Linked DNA regions of Mus musculus: region 2 is linked to region 1. Evidence: chromatin contacts called from public promoter capture Hi-C data. All regions are on one chromosome and are shown on one strand. Each heading gives the region's core, a stretch centred on a gene start, on an enhancer-like site or on the middle of the called end of the contact. The rest is flanking DNA. Distances are from core to core; before and after follow the strand shown. Region 1 holds the start of Tbx1 (T-box 1). Region 2 holds the start of Dgcr8 (DGCR8, microprocessor complex subunit).

The links. Promoter capture Hi-C pulls out the DNA fragments that hold promoters and counts their contacts.
Region 2: a promoter capture Hi-C map of second pharyngeal arch cranial neural crest shows a contact between it and region 1. The contact joins the promoter of Dgcr8 here to the promoter of Tbx1 in region 1. A contact is called at or near these places in 8 of 39 promoter capture datasets (the 3T3-L1 cell line, cranial neural crest, frontonasal cranial neural crest and 4 more) and 3 of 9 other capture datasets (adipose tissue, embryonic tail and liver).

The regions. Positions count from the first base shown.
Region 1 is chr16:18,582,650-18,589,779 of GRCm38.p6, forward strand. Tbx1 (T-box 1) reads right to left here and starts at 4,320. Exons shown (of 7, transcript NM_011532.2): 1 at 3,887-4,320; 2 at 2,386-2,487; 3 at 1,435-1,606; 4 at 770-925; 5 at 258-325; 6 at 75-175. The coding sequence starts at 4,290. Gm35369 (a long non-coding RNA gene) reads left to right here and starts at 6,150. Exons shown (of 4, transcript XR_384718.3): 1 at 6,150-6,801.
Region 2 is chr16:18,285,319-18,292,448 of GRCm38.p6, forward strand. It overlaps Dgcr8 (DGCR8, microprocessor complex subunit), which reads right to left and starts at 3,850. Exons shown (of 14, transcript NM_033324.2): 1 at 3,785-3,850.

The DNA of each region.
Region 1 (7,130 bases), core at 3,070-5,569:
TGCGGCGGCAGACCCGGGAGAAGCGAGTGCGCACGGGCTGCGGCCGGCCGCGATCCCACAACCTTAGGTCCTACCTTTGTCTGAGCCATTGGGCTGCGTGGGGGAAGCCACGGGATTCCGAGAGCGAGCAAAGGCACTCACGAGCGGCAGCGCTCCGGGCCGGTGGTTCCGGGGCCTGAGGAAGGGGAGTGGGTCACGTCACCATGGCATCCAGGCCAAGCGCCCTGGCCCTTGCCTTTTCTTCTGAGGGCACTCACCAGTCCTCCGGGTCGCAATCCCGGAAGCCTTTGGCGAAGGGGTTGCTGGCAATCTTAAGCTGCGTGATCTGCGGGGAAGTTGGTGTAAGCTAACCGCGGCTCGCCAACCGACCTCGGCAGCGGCGGGCGGGATGGTTTCTAGGCCTTCTGCACTATCTGGAAGAGAAGGGACCCACAACTGCCCCTGCACAGCACGATGCACCTTCTCTCATCAGACCTACCACTGCCTCTCCAAATAAAGGTAGAAGACTCACGTCCCTGGCTGGGACGGGAATGTGATCACCTCCGCCCTCCTTAGCCCCCCAGCACAAAGAGGGCAACTGAGCTGGCGCCCTAGGAATCTGGGTAAACGTCAGATCAGGCCTCTGATGGGGAGTTTCCGGAATGATTTGGAAAACAAACTTTCAGGCTGCAGTGACAGTTGCAGATACAGAGGTCAAGCTGATATAGGAGGCTGGTCAGGCCTGTGGAGGGAGAGGGCCTGTCTCCGGGACCCCCCAGCAGACCCTCACCCGGTGATTCTGGTAGGCAGTGACTGCAGTGAAGCGTGTCTCCTCAAACACAAAAGTTTTGAAGTTCTCCTCTGCATATTTCTCACTGTCTTTTCGAGGGTCCACATAGACAACATGGAATCGGGGCTGATATCTGTGCATGGAGTTGAGAATAATCTGGAAGATAAGGATGGTGGATCAGCTCCAGCCACGAGGCTGGAGGAGAATTCAGTCCAGCATCATGAAGTCTACGTGAACAGTGAATTTCCTTAGCTAAGTGGGCAAACCCCCTCATTCTTGCAACCCATTTAGGGTCTCCAGGAAAAGCTGCTTCTTCAACTGGCAAATGATGGGATTGCAGATCTTCTTTACCTAGGACCCCAGGGACTGCCCCTGGCCTGGACAGGGTGACAGCAGTGGGGCAGAGTTCCACCCAGCAGGAACCCCCTTCCCCAGGCTGGGATTCCAAAAGACTCCTGCCCTTTTCCCACAAAGGGATCCCCTTTCTAATTAAAGACCCCCCCACCTGAGCTCAGAGGGGGGAAGGGAGGGAAGGTGACCTCATACAAAGGCCAGCATGTCAGAAGCCTGCCACCCAGTGTTGCCCCATGCCCCTGTCTCTAGTCTGGGGACTCTGGAAGGCCTACAACAGGAGACAGCTCATAAGCCAGAGAAGGGTCGCCTACATGGCCATTGTCATCCAGCAGGTTATTGGTCAGTTTCAGCTTGTCGAAAGACACAATCTGTTTCATCCACTGTGCGCCCTTAGCCGGCGAGTCCGGGTGGTAGTGTACTCGGCCAGGTGTAGCAGGATCTGCCTTGCCGGCCACCAGCCAGGAGGAGCTATGGAAAGCATACCTAGGGCAACATCGTGGGAGGGGGGGTCATACAATATAGGGTAAACCAGAAGACCTCCCCACCCCACCCCCACCCCGTCCATGAGCAGAAGGCAGAAGAATCCTGGGAGAGCTTTAGAGTTGTTTGTGATCTTGGTGAAAGCAAGATTCCCAAGAGAGGGGACTGTGGATAAACTAGAAAACTTCCCAAGGCCCAGCACACAAAAGGCGAGGGAAGTCTAGGTGCAGAAAGAGAGGAAACCATTCCCCTCCTTAAATTTCGCTGCAAGCGGGACTGCCTGCCCCAGGGCCCAGAAGGTCGGAGACTGGATTTGGCGTCACTAGCCAGTGGCTTTAGGCACAGGGTGGCCCATGTTCCTTTTATTAATTACTGTTAATTGTCTGAGCAGCCCGGGCCCACCCTGCACAATCTTTACCAGCCACCCCACCTTTCCGGCCCAGCTCTGGAACTGAAGGTTCTCTAGAAATGGGGCAAGGGGACGCGACTGTCACCAGAAGTCATGGGTAAAGTGGCAGACCGCACAGGCCAAGGCATCTGAGCTGCCTGTTGCCAGAAGCTCAGGAGGCAGCTCAGAATATATAGGGTGGAATCTGAGTTAGGCAGGGCCGAGCAGGGCAGGAACAGTCTGTGGGGCAGCCAGTACAGGAGGACCAAGTCATGAGAGAGTTACTCGGCTTGGGTGGGTGGCATTTGAATTCTGTCAGCAGGAAGGACACCCCCACCCCGTCCCAGTCCCCTGGACACACAGTTAGTCTCAGTGGTCCCAAAGACTGGCTCACCGGTAGCGCTTGTCATCTACGGGCACAAAGTCCATGAGCAGCATGTAGTCGGCCATGGGATCCATTCCAAAAAGCTTCACTTGGAACGTGGGGAACATTCGTCTGGGGATGGGGTAGGGAGGTCAGGTCCCTCAGGTAGGGGAGTACAGGAACACTCTCCACTTTAACTTCTCTGGCCAGGCAGCCCCTAGCTCAGCCCTTCCTTCAGGTCTCTCTTTAAGCTGCTTTCTTGGCTCTCTAATCTCAAGTAGGCCCTTATCCAACCCTGGGCAAGGCAGCAATAGGTCAGGCCTCAGGTCCCTTTCTGAAACACAGAAATGGCTAACCAGGTGCCCAGCTGCAGAATTCCAACGCCTGTTCTGACTTCTTTGCTTACACAAACAGCCTTGCCCCAGGAATTCTGGAACTTTCTGGACCTTGCCTCAGCCAGCAGCAGGATAACTAAGATATGGGCCCCGGGACTTGTCTCCCCTTCTCAGAGCCTCCCTGGCTTCGTCCAACAAAGTGAAAGAATTCCCGGGTCCAACAAAGTGAAACCGGTGCAGTAGTGATCCCAAACATCCTCCCCCCAAGTCACACGGACACCCCAGCACTCCAGCCTTCAACTCTCAAGACCTGGCCAGAGCCTCCCCAAGAACCTGTTTGCAAAAGGCTCAGCGTATGTTTTCCTATTTCCTCCCTCTCCTCTAAATCCCTCCAGTGACATTCACGGCCCTCGTTTGCCTGCCCGGACCAGAAGGCCAAGCCGCTGTTGTCTTCAGGAGGCTGTGTTGGGTGGTATGGACAGCTAAAGAGCCTGGAGAAAATCCACAGAGCAGCAGCTAAGGACAGGCCTAAGTTCCCCAGGGAGGGCTGCACAGCAGGGAAACAGAAACCTCGAGAAGGCTTTGCAAACAGGCCCTGAGCCTCCTTGGCCACGGAGCTGGTGTGTACATTAGACACAACCCAGCACCCGCCTTTGTCTACTGGTCAAATCGGGAGCATCTGCAATTGTTCCTTTTTCCCTCTCGGCCCTGAAAACAAATAACCAGGCACTGGCACGGATACCCTGCCAGGCTTGTGAAGAACCGGGCCCACAAGCGGCCAAAATTGAGGCCCAGGAAAACCAGGTCTCGAGTTCCCGGAAAATGAGCGCAATGGCTTTTAAGGGTCTTAACTCTTTCCTAAAATTATCCATACACCTAGGGGATGTTTGCTCTTTGGATTGCCCTACATACTGAACGAAACCCACGCGGGAGTTTCCTAGGTGGCAGCTGCCTAACCGCCGCAGTCGGGCGCACATTCGGCCCAAAGATTTCCCTCGAATTCGAAGAGTCCCAGGACTCGCGGTTGGCGCTCCGCGGGTTGTCGCTGGAGCCGGGTCAGCAGAGAGGCCAGAAGGACTCGCAGGTGGCCCCGCTGCACCTTCATCCGCTTTTCAGCCGGGCTCCTGCGCATCCCTGACACGCAGTCAGAGGCACAGAACGCACGTGGACAGGGGCGCGGGGAAGGGGCGCCTGACCTGCCTGCCTTGGTGACGATCATCTCGGTGCCCAGCTGATTGAACTCGTCCCACAGCGCCTTCATCTCCAGCTGCACGCTCACGCTGGCCACCTTCGGGTTCTTCTTCACCGGAGCCTTGACCGCAGCCGCGCGGCTAGCCCCCGGACCCTCGGACTCCGCCGCCGAGCTGCCAGCCGCCCCGGGGGCGGGCGCGAAAGGATAGGCGCGCGGCGGCGGCGGGCCCGGGGCACCGGGGACTGCAGCGCACGGATCGTAGCGCGGTGGCGGCGGCTCGCGAGGGCCGAACGGGTCGGCGCCAGGCGACGGGGATCCCAGGCCGCTCAGACTGCTGGCTGCGAAGGCTGCAACGTCGCAGAAGTGCGAGAGCTGCGTGAGCCACGGACTAGACACGGCGGAGATCATGACCCGAAGGCCACCCGCCGCTGATCAGAGCGCCGTCCCGCGCGGCGGGCCGAGTGGCGGGCGCTGCGCCGCACGCGCCCCGGGCCGCACCGCCCCACCCCGCGGGCCGGCCCCGCGGAGCCGCCCCGCCCCGCCCCGCCCCGCCGAGACAATAGCCCGTGCCCCTCCCCCCGCCCCTCCCCCGCCGAGGCTCCGCGGGCCCGGGCCCCCCGACCGCTCCGACCGGCTCCGGGGACGACGGGCCGGTGCGCGGCCCTCCCCGCCGCCAGCGCGCTCTGGCTTTTCTTCTGTGCCAGACGCTCCCCAAGTTCTTCTTCCTCTACCTTTTGTGTCCCTGGTTTCAACTTCTCACATTCTGTCTCCTTTCTCTCGCTCCAGCTTCTTCTTAAACCCCCTGCCTCTCTCTTTTCTCGGTGTCACTCTCTCCAATTTCAAATTTTCATGTCTTCCCTTCCGTCTAACTTCTTCCTCTTATTTTTGTGTGTTCTCTACTATTCGTCTTTGCCCTTTCAATCGTAAATGAATCTTCAGCCTTTCTCTTGTTCTTTAATGAAGTTACATTTCTGTCTCAAGCTATCCTATCCTTCATTTTCTCTTTCGTTATCTTTATTTCCTTTGCGTGTATCTGCCTTTCTCACCTTTGTCATATTTTCTGTTTTCTCCTTTTTTTTCCCCTCTTGGCTGCTCTCATTGATTTGTATTTTTGGTTTTTGTTGTTGTTGTTGTTGTTTGTTTGTTTGTTTTTGTTCCCCCGCCCCCTCCTTTTACTGCGTTCCCTGACTCTTCTCTAACCATCTTTGCTTCTTCCAGCTCAAAGGCGCCCCTTCTTCAGACTTCAGAAGACTGCTCAATCCCAGAAGTTGGAGTCCTAGGATGGTGGGTGGACTGACTTTGGGGAATGCCGCCCTTTCTTCCTGTCCCAGAGTCCCAGCTTCAAGGTTGGAGCCCACCCGGCCTAGAGCTCCTTCCCACCCGCTGGGCCGCAGGGCCTCACAGCAGGGGACTGGCGGGCGGCCTGACAGTATAGACGCGGACAGAAGGGCTCACCTTCCATGTCCCTGGTGACTGTGCTGAAGTGCATCCCGGCTGGGGATCCTGGTAGCCGGCGAAGTTTCGCCCGGTCCGAGGGCCTGGGGCCCCGGTGGGCGGTGCCCTCCGAGGCCTCGGCTGCAACAAGAGAGGCGATGCTGAACGCGCTGGCCCGGGCAGACAGCGGGCTCCGCGCGTCCATAGGCGCCCGGGCCTGACCGGCGCCGCCTCCGACTGCGTACGCCCAGCCGCACCGCGCCCAGCCCAGCGCAGGGGGCCCGGGGGCGGGGGCCTGTGGTGCCACTCACAGCCGCCGGTCCAGGGCCCAAGGGATTATGGCGTCATGAGACCCCCCCCATTTTCAGCCAATATTAGCCCAGGAGTCCGAACATTTGGAGCACCCTGGAAATTCAGGGCCCTCCTGCCTTGTAAGCTCTCTGTCCCTGGTCTCTCCTCCCGGGGCCCTGTGTGACCAACGCCCCTTGAACATCCTGCAGCTTTTGCGGAGGTTGGGCGTCCCCTCTATTCGGCGAAGCCACCACCAGAGTCTACAGCCCCAAGAAGAAGCTTCTATGTCTCGAACACTCAGTCCCAATGTGAGATGGCAGGGCATTGGCGAGGCACTGAGATGCTGCCTGAGTCTAGCCCTGCCCTTGCTTGGCCCCACCTGCCTCCACCTCCTCCCCGGCGGCCCCTGCACCTGGGTAAGAGAGCTCCGGCTCTCGCACAGGCCACAGGCAGATAGCCCCAGGGCTTGCGGAGTCCTTCGTCCCTCCGTGCCGCAGAGCTGGACCTCACCAGCAATTGCCCCTACAGGCCCTTTGGGTCAGCTTGCTTTCGTGGTGGGGAAGCGAGCCGTGGGACGCCGCCCAGGCCGCACAAGACCTGGAGCCCGAGCGTCACGCGCACCCCGCGCGCACCGCCCGCCTCTGGCCAGGACGCTTTTACATCCGGAGGGTGGGCAGTGCCCGCTCCTCCGACCTCCCTGCGCACCAGCGGGGCGCAGGGAGGACCGGGGGCGGGGCCTGACCGGCCGAGGGAGCTGAGGACACGTCGGAGAAATTCAGACCGCATGGTGGGGTGCTGTCCCCTCTCCACCCTGCAGCCAGCCTGCCCACACGAAAGGCCTAACTGCTAAGGTGCAGGACCAGGCCTCAGCGTTCGGGCCTCAAGACATGATTACATCAATGCCCCACTTCTCTGGTACCTTCTCTTCGCCTACTATCTCGGGGGCCTCTCTGACCCGTTCAGTATGCCTATGCCCTTTGTGCACAGGATATGAAGCCTAGAACCTCCTAGATTCTACTAGACAAGGCCCAGTTTCCAAGGACTTTCGGTCAAGGACTTAGTAGGCTCTCTGCTGAACAGACTCAGAATGTAGTGGGATGCCTGCAGCCTCTCCAAGGGTTTTGACAGTCTCAGGCCTCCCTCCCGGGCTGTAGCAGCAACTAAGTGGAAGGATCAAGGCCATGACTGCAAGAAGTGGGTAACTGGGACTTGTATAATAGATTGGGGTGTGGGAGGGGATGGTGTGTGTAACTGGACTGGTGCCCTAGCCTGTCCTTGAAAGCTTAAGGACAGACAGCTAAGAAAGGGAGGCTGTCAAGAGGTCGTTTCTTGGGCCCTAAGTGGCTGGCCATCCAGGGACTGACAATGACAGTGACCTGTCCCACTGGCCTAGGGCAGGTCTAAGGAGGGTAGTTTGGAGATTAGGTGGGCCACAGGGTCTTTCCCCCTTTCCTGAGCAGGGATAGCTTATTGTCTCCTGCTGGATAGGAGAGCCCAGTCTTGGGCAGGTGCATAAGGTCGCA
Region 2 (7,130 bases), core at 2,600-5,099, 300 kb before region 1:
GGGAGCCTGCTAGTATTGGGGAAGGGGTAGGTGGGACAACATAGGAGAAAGGTAGAGCCAAGGTAGAAAGGGTTCTGGGTGCCATTTGGAGCCTGGCTCCAGGCTAAGAATAGTGAGCTATCAATAGGGAAGTGACTCTCCTTATAAAGAAGACTCACAGCTATACCAGGTATAGGACTGCACCAGATGTTGGGACAATTCTCCAAAACAAAGATGTGGAAGCAGCTCTGGAGACAAAAAGAAAGTGTCACGGAATGGTCTATGCTTGCAGACCCTATGGGGGTGGAAAGCAGAAAAAAAAGGTGAAGAGAAAGCTTCTCTGCAGACACACTCTAGCACCCTGGGGAGAAGAAGAGAAGGAGCTGTAGGTAGCCCTGTCTCACAGTGCTCAGGCAGGCCATAACTCTGGAGCCCTGAAGAGGTCTAGGGGAGGAGACCACATGGAAGTAAAGCAGCAAAACCACCAGAGGGAAAGAGCAGAGAGGGAAGGATGTAATGCTAGGAAGCTCTGCTACAGAGGATGCTTGCAAAGAGGGATGACACACAGGGCAGGCAGATCAGCAGAAGGCTGGCCACAAAACCAAAAGATCCACAGAAAAAAATGTTATTGGCAGAAACACATGCACACGAACACACACATGCACACTCCCACATCATGCACAGAAACATGCACATGCCATGCACACAGTTACAGGTGCAGATATACATACATACATACAACCATGCCCATGGGTGACAGCTTGGTTACCCCTACAATAACTCATATTGGACTCCAGAAAGGACAAGAGGACAGAAAACATCAACTATATAAGCAGCTTACAATAAAAGGGTTGAGTGGGGTGGTTATGCCTTGCTGAAGGTACATAAAAGCCAGAGGCTTGTTTAGGTTAAATTAAACCATTTAAAAACTCACTTACAGTCTACTCTGAGAGGTGCTACCAAAAACAAGAGATAATTAACCCCAAGGCCTAGATACAGCCGGAAGTCTATACTATGACTTTATGTCTTATAACTGGCAGTGGCCTAACAGTTTTTAATTCAATGGAAATTTAACAAAACACCTCTCCAAAGGTGTTCCCATCAAAGGTGCTTATGAATGACTGAGAAGAGAGCAATAACTAAGAAGCCAGGAGGGAGATCAAAGTTTCCTGGCAACCAAGGACCACTGCAGAGGACAAAATCATCAGCATGCTTAATCCTAACAGACCTCAAATAAGATCAGGACAGTGCCTGTTAGGTGTACAGAGATCACAGCAAGTCAAATCTGTGGTATCTGAGGTAGGATATGCTAATGGTAAGAACACTCAAGTAGGCAGGGATTGGAGACAAGAGTGGTAGAGGATAGGGAAGCATACTGTATGTTAAAAGCAGTGGGCCAGTGAGGAACTACAGATGAAGGCAATAAGTGAAGACATTAATAAGTGTTAAAGCAGGAAAAGCTTTAAAGAAATATATATCATAGGTGGGGACCCTGAGGCCCTGGAAAAGGAAAGTACACATCTTGCAGAAGCAGGCAAATTGTCCAGCTCTGGAACTCAGCAGCAGGCTAAGGTAAGTTTCTTACCTTCCCTCTGAAAGCTTACTCAATTCATTAATCAACTATTTGCTGAATGCCCCATAAGGCATACACACCATGTATATGTGTTAAGCACAAAGCAGATAAAACATTTGCCCCACAGAGCAATTACACTTCCCCCACAGAGCATATTAGTGTGAGATGGATAATAACAAGAAACGTATCTATGATGTCACATGCTGACAAATATTCTGCTAAAACAAAGCAAGATAAAAATCTAGAAAGCAGCTTCTAAAAGATTACACAAGGTTCTACAGCCAGTGCCCACCCAAGGATGAAATAGATGGAGCCAGATGGTTAACAAGAGTAAAAAGGAGGGTCACTGTAGAAGATACTTAAAGGAAAAGCAAAGACCCTGGGGCAGAGCCATGGTGTGGCCACGCTAGAGATAGTATGCTGAGTGAAACTGACCTGGGCAACAAGTATTCAGTTTTTTACATTTTTATCTTGAGTAGCAGGATACTGCACAGAAGGGATCAAAACAGTGGTATCACTGATCCATGGGTAACAATGGCAGCTAAACCTCACACAGGTCCTGCTCTAAGGATTTTATGCAATTCACTCAGTACTCTGACAGAAAGGTTAAACAATTTGCTCAAGGTTACAAAGCTAGGAAGTGGTACAGCTGCTTTGCCACTCAAACAAGCAGGCCTAAGTCTGCACTACCTCAGTTTTATAACACCTTACAATTTAATGAATCACTCTGTGTCCAGAAAACCTAAGAGAGTAAGAGTAGGGATCAAATTAGAAGAGTTTAAAAGCTCACCAGATAGCTTGGACAGGGACTTTAGGTTACAGTTTCTGGGAAATGGTCTGGTGTTGTAAACAGGTGGCAAGGCTTCTTAGGAGATACATGCAGGCCTATGAGAGGCACCAAGGTGACTTTAGACAGGCATAAGGATTGTTCTGGCACGGACTGTGGTTATCTCTTGGAGTGAATCAACCTATTTGGTGTTAAAGTGGAATAGACAACTAGAAGCAGGAGATTGGAGATCAGAAGGGAGGACAGACAGTACTGGAGATGGGAGTCATGGAAGATGTCAAAGGAAACTGATGTGAAAAGTACATAGGATCACATGGGAGGGGAATGATGACAAGAGAAGGCCAAACTGGGCAAACCAGTCAAAATCATGTTTCTCACAAGGTAAAATTCAGACAGCCACTGTGAACTGCCTGCTCCACATGTTTGGCAACACAGCTCAAAGGGTAGCCCTCCTGCCTGTAAACCTCACTATTCTTCAGCTGACTGGACCTATGGATGCAGATTTTGATTTGCCAATTAGACTGTGAGCAAGTCAGACCCACTGCTGGCTCCCCTGGACCCTGGCACAGGGCTTACCCAAAACATGTGAACAACTCCTACTTGCTGAACGGATGGCCAGTGCTACAGCTGCAGCCTCCCGCTCAACCCAAAGGCAGTATGACCTCATCAATTCCTTTGTCACCCCGCAAATCCTATTCTAAACTGAAAGGCCACACTAGCTGGGCCAGCCTTTCACTATCTTCGGTTAGTGATGGATTACAGTGGGAACTGAGCCACTTCCAAGGCTGGGAGTCTAGTTTGAGCCAGCAGAGAGTGGGCACCCTAATAGTGATTGGCATACAAGAGTCAACAACCCAACACAGGACATCTCTGCATCTGGCAATAAGGTACATGCAAGCATGCAAGATGGCAAATCAAATTCCTACCATCAGCAACCCAAATCCACTGGATGATACTACTTGACATGTATCGCTGTCAACAGGTTGCCACTTGCCATTTATTTCTACAACGTTCATTGTTACTGTAAAACCACATTCTGATAAGCTACATGACACTTCATCCACGGGTAATTTGGTGGAGACTTGGGCGGTTTCTTGGCTTTTTCCAAACAAAACAGGCGGAGTTCGGGGCGTTGAGGTGTCCCTGCCCACACCTCTCCCGCCAGAAGGCGAGGCAATGGCTTCGGGCCCACCGCCCAGGGGGCTTCGTTACCAGGCAGACAGCACCCTACGTTCATGATGCCTGGGCTCCGGGCCCGGCCCCCACTGCACAAAGGCCGCGACTCCGCGTGGCCCAGCCCGCCTAGCGCGCCGCGCCCCGCCCCGAGCCCCGGCCTGTGGCCTCGCCCGGGAGGGGTGGGGGTGGAAGGAGGGAAGGAAAGGGCGCAGCCTCTCCAGGCCGCAGCGCCCGCCGCCCGCGGGGCGCCCATCGCGCCCCGCACCTACCTGTGGCGCCCGCGACCTGCCCGAGCCGCCCGCAGCCCGACCACAGCCGGTCGACCCTCACCGACCCCGGCGCCGCCACAACCCGCGAAGGCCCTTGCAAAGCGCTCGGCTCTTGAGACCCGCTGCCGCGCGGGCGAGCGGAAGGCGGGCCTTGGCGGAGGGCTACCAATCACGGCGCACGGCCTCCGCGCATTGGGGGAGCCGGGAGCGGGCTGAGGCGGCCGCCAATCGGCAGCGCGAGGCGCGCGCGGCCCAATTGCGAGGCGCTATGGAGACCGGGATGGGCGGGACCAGCCGCAAGCCTGGCACTTCTAACGGCTGTCGCTCCGGGTGGGGCTGAGTTGCGGCCGCGGGGCGCGCCGGGAGAGAGGCGCGTAGAGGCTGCCGGGAGCCGGGGAGCGCGGGAGTGCGAGGGACGCTGGGAGCTCATCTATGAGCTGGCCTCTGTTGAGCTCAATAGTCACTTTTGAGTTTGCGAATGACAATGGACCTCCGGCTCTGGGTCGTCCCAAGGACAATGTTGGAGGTACACCCATCCTAGAAAGTCAACGGATAAGATGCGCGATGCGGAGGATAGGAAAGGAGTTTTACTCGCAATATCATCACACCAGGAAGGACAAAGATCTGATGACTAAAAATGTTCGCTGTGCTTACAGCATCCTCCGTGTCAAAAAAGGAAGGAGAAGCAGAGCCGATTGGGGGTCCTTTTAGTTTGGGGTGGACCTTAGGTAGGCCTTGCAGACTTGTGTCAGTGCCAAAGACCATAAAGAAACTTAAGCAGTTCCAGACTCATCTGACACCCGTGGTAGCAGTATGAGACTTAGGAAAATTCTTTAGGACAGAAGTGACTCAGAAACAAAATGAAGTTAGCCAGGTCTGTTCCTGAGCCCTTCAAATCCCGAACCCACAAACCATTACTTCATTGCTATAAGCCCGGGACTAAGGTGGGGATAAGTTATATTTATACTATCCAGAACCTCAAATAGTTTAGCTTTCCTTTAGGTTCTGATTCAAGTCAATAAGTGTAATAAAAATTTTATAGAAAACTGTCTGCCGTTAGGCAAACACTTCAGTAATTGCTGCTGGACATGAAAAGTGGATGCTAAAAACACGACTAAAGGGTAACATGTTGAAGAACTCACGGTCTCAGCACACTTGTGTTAATGCTAAAAGCACTGAGTTATATCCCTAAGGTTGGGGAGATTGTATCTATTTTTTTTTTTAAGATATATTTTATTTATATTAGTACACCATTGCTCTCTTCAGACACAACTGAAGAGGGCATCAGATCCCATTACAGATAGTTGTGAGCCACCATGTGGTTGCTGGGAATTGAACTCAGAACCTCTGGAAGAGTAGTAGGTGCTCTTAACCACTGAGCCATCTCTCCAGCCCCAATTGTATCTATTTTAACAAAATAGAAAAGTTTCTCCCCAAAATTCTTAGAAATTGCAAATGGCCGGTCAGTGGTGGCCCACACCTTTAATCCCAGCACTTGGGAGGCAGAAGCAGGCGGATTTCTGAGTTTGAAGCCAGCTTGGTCCTACAGAGTGAGTTCCAGGACAGCCAGGGCTACCAGAGAAACCCTGTCTTTAAAAAAAAAAAAAAAAGAAAGAAAGAAAGAAAAGAAAAAAGAAAGGCCTGGCCTGGAGAAATGGCTCAACACTGACTGCTCTTCCAGAGGTCCTGAGTTCAATTCCCAGTAACCACATGGTGGCTCACAACCATCTGTAGTGGGATCTGATGCCCTCTTCTGGTGTGTCTGAAAACAGCTACAGTGTACTCATAAATAAAATAAATAAATCTTTAAAAAAGAAAAGGCCACCAGCTGTAGGAGGCACAGAGGTCTATGTGCTTACAGATAAGCATTAAGGGATCCTGGAATATGGTGGTGTTCCTTCAAGGGAAGGAGTGCCAAAGAGAGGAGAGGTCAAAGAGTCCATGGCAGAAATGGCAGGTTTTTGTAGGAATCAGAAGCTAAGGGAATCCAGGGAAGACATGAGGTGAAGAGATTTAGGTTAGGGGTGGGGTGAAAAGAGCTGAGAGAAGCTACAGGTACTGAGTGAGCCTGGGGGCCTAGAGGTGCTTTGGTATGCTAGGAACCACAGCCATTTGTCCTGACAACCATCAGAGTCCTGAGTATCTTCAAACCTTTAGGAAAAGCTGAATGCACACTGGGAAGAACTAACATGGGAATGAATGTTGAAGTCAGCACCAAACTTTTGGAGATACAGATTCCCAGCAAGCACAGATAGGCTTTAGATTTCAAGAATGGGAAATAGATCCAAGGAAGGAGGGAAAATATGGGAAAAAAGCTACTATTTGATACTCCAGTCAGTCTTACTATTTTTTGCCTACAAATATGTATGTGTACTAGATGGCCACAGTAGTCAGAAGAGGAAATTGAATCCCCTGGAACTGGAATTGCAATGATTGCAAACCACCATGTAGGTACTGAGAACAGAACCTGGGTCCTCTGTAAGATGATCGAAACCATCTCCCTAGCCCCCAGAGTTGATTTTCTGATTGACAATTAAGATAGTGCAAATTGTAAGCATTTGTAAATAGAATTCTGACTAAAGATATCTTGGCTTTATATTTCCCTCAGTGAGGATCATTCAGTATTGCTGATTTTTTTCTGCATGCTAATCTAGAACTCCAAGCAATAAAACTAAAGATAATAAGTGAGCAGTCAGCTTTAAGTGGAATTTAAATGCATTTAAGAGTAGAAATAAAGGAGCTAGAGAGATGCCTCAGAGGTTAAGAGCACTGACTGCTCTTCCAGAGGTCCTGAATTCAATTCCCAGCAATCACATGGTAGCTCACAACCATCTGTAATGGGATCTGATGCCCTCTTTGGTGTGTCTGATGACAGCTATAGTGTACTTATATAAATAAATAAACCTGAGAGAGAGAGAGAGAGAGAGAGAGAGAGAGAAGAAATAAGCCAAGCAATGTAGCAGATACATCTCTGTGAGTCCAGATACATCTCTGTGAGTCTGAGGCCAGCCAAGGCTACATAATGAGACACTGTCTCAAAAAAATTTAAGATAAAAAAGAGAGAAAAATGAACTGGGCAGTGGTGGCACACACCTTTATTCAGGAGGCAGAAGCAGGTGGATCTTGAGGCCAGCCTGGTCTACACAATGAGTTCCAGGACAACCAGGGCTACACAGAGAAACCCTGTCTCAAAGTCAACAACATAAAGTTAATATGAGAGTATTTTAAACTCTCAGAATCAAGATATTTAAGGTCTGGATGTTAGCAAAATTTTAGAGATGGTGTCAAAATTTAAATTCTAAAAGTCCTTCTCGGCCCTCTGCCCCATATGTCCTCTATAAGAAAA